Linked DNA regions of Bombyx mori: region 2 is linked to region 1. The links are chromatin contacts, called in public Hi-C maps. All regions are on one chromosome and are shown on one strand. The core of a region is the stretch at or near the end of the contact, and the rest is flanking DNA. Distances in the headings are between cores, read along the strand shown.

Region 1 (4,038 bases), core at 368-2,867:
GCTCGTCGAGCCCTTCCTCGCAAGCGACGGATTCGACGAGGACGGTGACCGGTGCTTGTGGTACCTAAAACCACCGCTAATGGATCGGGATGATCCGTAATGACGTGTTTTGGGCGACGTCGAACTATCACTAAGACATTAAACATGATAAGAATTTCATCAAGAAACGACACAGGATGTAAGGTTCACTCACGAAAACTGGTTGCAGTATGGCCTTCGAAGACAGCGATCCTATGGCCCATTTGATGATCAGATTTTACCGTTGCTCGTAATCAACAGTAATACCAGGTTCACAACTGAGAACTGAGCCGTTGTATGTATTCTTTTTCGAATTTCGGTACTCGTACAGAAACCTCGCACTGGATGAGGGTATTTTAATAATAATAATAATAATAAACATTTATACCAAACATAAATTTACAAAAAATTAAACAAAAAAAAAAGTGCAATTCACACGTGGTAGAAGTGAAACCTTCCAAAATTAAAATACAATTATCCTAAACGTCTTAAGTATATGTAAAATTTTGTCATTAGTAAATAATTGTAAGGTAGCGCCCTCTGTGAATTGATATTTTAATTTCACGTATAATCCTAAATTAAAATTCACTACAAGAGCTTTTATACACACGTTAGTATTAAAAAATCTCACAGATGGCGCTGTATTAAATAGTATGTATATTTCTGTCTCATCCTTTGCTGGCTTCATCCTACACATTTTTGTATTTGTGTCTCTTACCTGTCGTTTTTTCCGTTGCATCCGGTTTGAAATCACAACGATTCTAAAGAAGTTTTCACTTCAATAACGAGGCTTGAAAATGGTTACCAACTCAGCAATGCCTAACAGTATCGAGACAATCGTTACTGGGGCGCTGATCTTCCGCCGGCACCCGCGGAGTGACGTGCACACCAGCATCAGACCGACCAATCATTATCTGAGCTTAGAATGCAACAATAACTGCAACAACAACAATATAAACAATGAAATACATACCTATATTAAATTATAAAAAATTACAATTGCAATGCACAGTTACAGCACGGAATAGATAAAATTTATATTTTCGAATTTTATTTGCGTATTCAGAAGATATACTTTTAAATTTCTTTTAAAAGAACTTAGTGTTCTCTGGTCCCGGACAGGTGGAGGAATATTGGAATATAATCACTACATAGTATAAATCAAAGTCGCTTTCTCTGTCCCTATATCTGTCCCTATGTATGCTTGAATCTTTAAAACTACGCAACGGATTTTGATGCGGTTTTTTTTAATAGATAGAATGATTGAAGAGGAAGGTTTATATGTTTAATAAGATCCATTAAATAGAGGAGAAATCAATAATAAATTACAGTTTCCGAAGCGAAGCGAGGGCAGGTTGCTAGTATAATAATACTTAAGAATGTAAGGCTGATGGATAATGAAGTTGACGGAATATAAAAAAATCCTAAGATTATAGACGAACTAGCATCCGAACTAGTGATTCTCGAAGTTTCTAAAACCATTAAAAACAATCACATTGGGCAATTAAAACATGACGTCGAACGAAGTCTCAGATATTTTACTTCATAACCCAATGATGACCTGTAAAGGCCATTGTTATCTGAAATATATAAATGTGACGGTTTCACTTGTCTCTCGGACTTTATACTCCGCGCGTAATCTATTATCGTTTGAACGAACGTTTTATAGTGAAACTGCAATGTATCTTCAGTATTTTTAACCGACTTCAAAAGAATCATCAATATCGATTCACCCAGTCAAAAGTTATGAGGTAACAAACATAAAAAAAACATACAGTCGAATTGAGAACCTCCTCCTTTTTTGAAGTTAGTTAATTGTTCGAGATGATACCGGCATCTTGTTTTTACCATCGCACCGCCCGCCACCGGAGTAGAGTTCATCCATACTACCTGGAGCCACTGCGGTCATCCACAGTGCTTTTCCAGAGGTCTTTTTTGCCACGTACCATCCGGCTATGGAATGAGCTCCCCTCCACGGTGTTTCCCGAGCGCTATGACATGTCCTTCTTCAAACGAGGCTTGTGGAGAGTATTAAGCGGTAGGCAGCGGCTTGGCTCTGCCCCTCGCATTGCTGAAGTCCATGGGCGACGGTAACCACTCACCATCAGGTGGGCCGTATGCTCGTCTGCCTACAAGGGTAATAAAAAAATAAAAATAAAAAAAAAACTTACTAAGATTTACATTAAGACACAAAAGAAGGCAAAGTTAGGCAATCTATTCGCCTTAATAACAATAATCGAAATAATTACTCCAGTGCGCCGGATAACGTTCTGGATATCGTAAAAGTTAACCTAATTTTGTATGCAATTGGAACAGCGCCCCTAGCGGCAAACGTACGCAAACGATCCCATTCCATACAAATATGAGTTAACTTTTACGCTATCGAGAACGTTAAAAAACTCGCACTAAGCATACAGCAATACACTGTGAGAATAAATGATATATAAAAAAAAAACTCACCACGACCTCTTATCTCAAATGTGACCCTCATTGTCTCCGGCAACCGATAAAGACCACAACTAAACCTTGATCAATTCTTATACAGTCATTTTTATTAGTAAAAATTAAATCAACATTCTTCACTAATCGCCTCTTATTAGTAATATACAAGCCATTCTGAATGTCTTATTATCAAAAAGGTTCATCCAATGTCATGCGAGAAAAACACGATAATAGCACCCATGTTATTTTGAACTTCATTTCTGAAGCGTTAAAAGTAATATTGCATTGGTCTGGGTTTTTTTTTAAGTAGGTACCTTTTGTTTTTTTTTCCATTCGACTTTAAACAAACAATGCTTTTAAAATGATAAAAATTTTATATTGCATAAGATTTTTTTTTGTAATTATGAAAGTAATTTGACTATTAGGTTTTCATGTCCAAAAATCTGAACCGATTTTGACGAATTTTGGTATGGAACTTATTTAAGACCTGGGAAAGAATATAGGCTGCTTAGTATGGGTTCCGCTCATGAGATATAAAGTATAGTTTAATACAGAAAATGATACAAATATTGTAAGAAAAACTAAAACTGAATTCAACAAAAGACTGGACTATAAAGGGTATCACGGAGAATACTGGACAGATATTGATAAAATTTAAATGGGAACCACACCAGAAGCACTAAATAGTTTTAAAATAAAAAAAACATCAAAATCTGTTGACCTAGAAAAAAGCTTTGTTATAATAGACATTTCATTGCACCTACCACTATTTACTCTGCACTACCTTTGGTGACTGGTAGAGAATGCCTTAGGCATTAAGTCCGCCACTGTAAATCTTACATGAAGTGTAATAAATAAATAGAACAGTCGAAATGAGAACCTCCCACTTGTTTTAGGTCTGTTATTAAAACAGTAACTACTGTGTATTGTTTGTCTACTTAAACATAGACAAAGACTACACTGGTAAGCTAGTATTGGTCAGTTCACAACTTGATTTGTAGTGGCTTGATAGTATCAATGCTTAAACCAGGTATTCCCAATTACACACACCATACCCGTAACCAACCGCAATAAACCTTATTATAATCTATACTAATATATCTACAGTGGTTTTTACGGATGTTCCGTTATAACTACTGAACCGTGCATCCGATTGACTTGAAACTTGGTATCCATGTAAAAAATACATGTACTTTTTTTTTTTTTTTTTTTTTTTTTTTTTTTTTTTTTTTTTTTTTTTTTTTTTTTTTTTTTTTTTTTTTTTTTTTTTTTTTTCCTACCTAAGCTGATAGCCCTAGCGGCTATTTCAGCGTAGCCTTAACTTTAGTAGGTGAGCTCACGGGGCTCAAACCTGACGATGTTGCTAACACGAACCCTAGCAAGAGTCGTGCTTCGCAGAATCTACCACCGGATCGGAAACGCGACCCACTGAGAAGATCCGGCGAGAAACTCAGTGGGCTGTGTCTGAGAGTTAATTTACTCGTCGAGCCCTTCGTCGCAAGCGACGGGTTCGACGAGAACGGTGACCGGTGCTTGAATTACCTAAAAGCACCGTTAGTGGATCGGGCGGGTCCGAGA
Region 2 (3,982 bases), core at 853-3,352, 40 kb before region 1:
GCCGTGAAGCAGTAATGCGTTTCGGTTTGAAGGGTGGGGCAGCCGTTGTAACTATACTTGAGATCTTAGAACTTATATCTCAAGGTGGGTGGCGTATTTAAGTTATAGATGTCTATGGGCTCCAGTAACCACTTAACACCAGGTGGGCTGTGAGCTCGTCCACCCATCTAAGCAATAAAAAAAAATTATATATATATTTAGACTATTTACGCAGTTTGATTATAGGTATTAGATATCGACCGGTACGTACATAAGTGTCTTAGCGCGCGCACGTGTAATGTCTTTACGAAGTTAATTACATTCATAAATAACGATTTAAAATTATTTTGCTGCGAATGTATCATTGATTCAGAACCTACATATACATAGTTTTAAGAAATCTATTAAAGAACATCTGTGCAATAAAGCTTACTATAAAGTCAATGATTATCTAGAAGATTGCACAAAGTGGGAAGGGGTTACTCGCTCCGGGCATTTCAATATTGTAATAATTGTTATGTTATAACTACTTATTGTAAAAATGAATATTAAAAAAAAAAAAAAAGAAATGCCCGATGATTTTCTTGCCAATTCTTCTCAGGACGGAGGCTTATTTCTTGTGAATTGGCGGTAGTTCTTTTGACGTTCAACAACGTATGTACTTTCATTTATGTTGAATAAAACTTTTTTGATTTGATTTGATTTTTAAATATATATTTTTAAGGTACTCTTCATCAAAAATCCTTTAGCAATTTCTGTGTAAACTATGTGAAAACAAACTCAGTACTAAAAGGGTTAAGGTATTTAATAGACTTTATTCGGCGATAGATGGCGCTAGCAGTAGTCTTAAGATCTACAGTTCGTTACCTATATCGGGAACTTGCAGAATCGGATAGGACATATGAGTCGTCTATTATCAAAGGTGGCAATCTGTGCATTTTGGACAAAAAAAATTTATTGATATGTCAATACAAATTGATTTGAATATAATCGTCTCCTTCAAAGAATACGGTTCAAAACCTGCACTAAATAAAGGTTAATACTTAACCTGTTATTTATCTAAGATGTCGTTCCGAAGAGTTTTGTGACTGTCAATGGAATACAAAGTCAATAATTCGTTTTTCTGATTTACCAATAATTGTCCAAAAGTCAGATTGCCGGCTTTGATAATAGTCGACTCATATCCCCACTCGAGGCACGCTCAGAAAACAATATTTTTTATATTAATCACCGTATCTAAAATGCTGGATATAGCTAAACAGAATATTTGATGTTAATTGGCTACCGCGCGTGCTTACTATTAGTTCGAAGTCCTTTGATTGCGGGGAGTGTTAGAAATACGAACTTTACCACTCGGATCGGAATGCATGACCAATCCATGGCAAGACTGTGGTAAAACTTACTGGTACTGGCTCAATGCGTTCAGTGATGTCGCGGAAATTTGACAACCACTGGTATGTAATGACGTGGCCAATGCAGTCACTTCTCATTCCCGATCCTGCGGACAGAATGCAAAGCAGTTAACGTCGCCCAGAACACGTCATTTCGGATCCTCCTGATCCACTAACGGTGCTTTTAGGTACTTCAAACACCGGTCATCGTTCCCGTCGAACCCGTCGCTTGCGACGAAGGGCTCGCCAAGTAAATTAACCCACAGACACAGCCCACTGAGTTTCTCGCCGGTTCTTCTCAGTGGGTCGCGTTTCCGATCCGGTGGTAGATTCTGCGAAGCACGTCTCTTGCTAGGGTTCGTGTTAGCAATGTCGTCAGGTTTAAGTGAGCCCCATGAGCTCACCTACTAGTTAAGTTTACGCTGAAATAGCCTCTCAAGGCTATCAGCTTAGGTAGGAAAAAAAAGTTCTCTTTTTTCTTTCCTATTACCCTCTGCTGGGGTGTAGGGCTCGAAACAAATTCTTCCATTTGCATCGGTCTTAGGCAGTCTGTTCTAAGTCCTTCCACGTCATGCCCAAGACGCCCAGTTCAGATTTTCGAAATTTGACGCAAACATTTATTCACAAACCAATCGCCAACGCGGTGGACCAACCACATTAAAACTACAGTGAGAGGTCCCCTAAATCCCCGTTGGATAGTTACTGTTATTTTAACCCACTAAATGGGGGACGCAGAGGCGAAGAGATGACGGGACATCCTGAGACCCGTCAAGCCTACACCCTCCAACACCACATGACGGTCACGACCACTCTGTCAAGAGTGATACATACGACTGAGAAGAAACAGAAGATAATGACGTCATACTATTGTAAGACTCGGGTTCCAAAGCCAGGAAATAAATACACAGATTGCAATAGTTCACTTAATTCTGTATTGCTTTATTTGTAACTCCACTTGTACAATCTTTAGATATCTGCTCACTACTGAATACACTGCGTTCTGTCCCGTTTTTTCAGACTACCGCCTTTTTTATTATGTCACGTCCCCACTACTGTAATTGCTCCCACCAGCAGTGTTGCTATTTGGCAATCCGAAAATTGCCTTAACATTAACAAATTTTAATTATTTTACAACAAACCTTACACTATGAAAAGAAGTCCCACAAAAGCATTCGTCAGAGAAAGATAAAATCAGTATGTCAATTGTCGTTCATGGTTAATTAGATGCTGGCATGAAATGGCCTTGGTTCGTCGTAAGAACGCTATTCACATGTTTCACGCCAAAGAATCGCGGTAGTGTAAACCCGGTAATAATACCGAGCCATCTTAATCGCTAATTTGTGGGTAGTTGCTAACACTCTTTTTTTGGAAATTCTAAATTTTCGTAAAGTGGCTTTGTCGTCCACGTAATCAGTCTGTAACTTTATAGTTTCGTGGCCTGTTATTAATGTGCTTCAATATAAACCGTTTATTAGTTACCCCGTTCGCTTGGATTTGGATGCTTGCTCTGACAGAATCATTATTGTAGTAATAATGTCAACGGTAGCGCGGTCTCCGTCAATGTTCATTCGAAGTTGTCCGATTTCGCTGAACTAATTTCCATCCTTAATTTCCCAACTAATTATAACCTAACCATAATTAATTAAATGTAATCAAGTTTTACTTATAATAATTGAGTTAACATCATGTAGTAGGTAATTGTGAAATTGTCAGTTTTGTATTGATGATCCCTTTGTTGGTGTAACTAAATAAATAAATTAATAATTATTGGTGGGAAGTTTTTAATGGACGTACTCGATTTCTTGTTAATTTATCGTGATTATGTAAAACAGCAAGAATGTTATAATACAAAATCTGTTTAGAGATTATTATATTAGAAACTATTTATTATATATCCAGCTGGTGGCTGGCTGTGTTGTGTTTCTCCACTATCTGATATATCATATCATATTTCTTCCTAATATAAATTGAGACTTCAATCTCATATTCTCAGCGTTTCGACATTTGTAGGCAGCGGCTTGGCTCTGCCCCTGGCATTCCTGAAGTCCATGGGCGATAGTAACCACTCACTATCAGGTGGGCCGTATTCTCGTCTACGAGGGCAACAAATAAAAATTACACTTCACAGTTCGAATTGTCCGCTTTTGCCCATGATTAGTCGTCAGACGGGTCATGATCCTTGGTTATGTGGACTATACAAAAATTATAAATTCTTCTTCTTCTATCTTCTTCTTCTATATATATAAAAAAGAATTGCTGTTCGTTAGGCTCGCTAAAACTCGAGAACGGCTGGACCGATTTGGCTAATTTTGGTCTTGAATTATTTGTGGAAGTCCAGAGAAGGTTTAAAAGATTAATAAATATGAAAATGCTCGGTATTAAATAAAAATAGCAATTTTGTTTTTCCTGTTATGTCCCCTCCGTCGGACGGATTCCTTTTGTTTGTTTTAAGTTTATTTCATACAAAAGTTTAGGTCTCTTATTTATCGATTGAGGCATTATGAAGTCTGCTGGGTCAGCTAGTTATAAATAAAAATATGTAAGGAAATACGGAAACATTTAATGGGAAAGTCCAAATTGGACATGACGTCATCAAGCCACGCCGTTACACT

Evidence for each region. Hi-C and Micro-C count contacts between places; a contact is called where the count stands out from the background.
Region 2: a Hi-C map of whole pupa shows a contact between it and region 1, with 2.1 times the contacts expected there. The contact joins two enhancer-like sites. A contact is called at or near these places in 3 of 7 Hi-C or Micro-C datasets (midgut and whole pupa).

Annotation. Positions count from the first base shown.
Region 1 is chr2:6,065,815-6,069,852 of ASM3026992v2, reverse strand. The region is part of intron 1 of LOC101735982 (transcription factor CP2-like protein 1); the gene reads left to right. It overlaps LOC134200481 (a long non-coding RNA gene), which reads right to left. Exons shown (of 4, transcript XR_009975440.1): 4 at 3,719-3,736. Among protein-coding and RNA genes, the nearest start is that of LOC119629365, 8.9 kb to the left of the region's middle. Within about 2 kb of position 1,617, at least 3 of the 8 cell types and tissues checked have open chromatin away from gene starts, as enhancers often do.
Region 2 is chr2:6,106,296-6,110,277 of ASM3026992v2, reverse strand. All of the region lies in intron 1 of LOC101735982 (transcription factor CP2-like protein 1), which reads left to right. Among protein-coding and RNA genes, the nearest start is that of LOC134200115, 7.2 kb to the left of the region's middle. Within about 2 kb of position 2,102, at least 1 of the 8 cell types and tissues checked has open chromatin away from gene starts, as enhancers often do.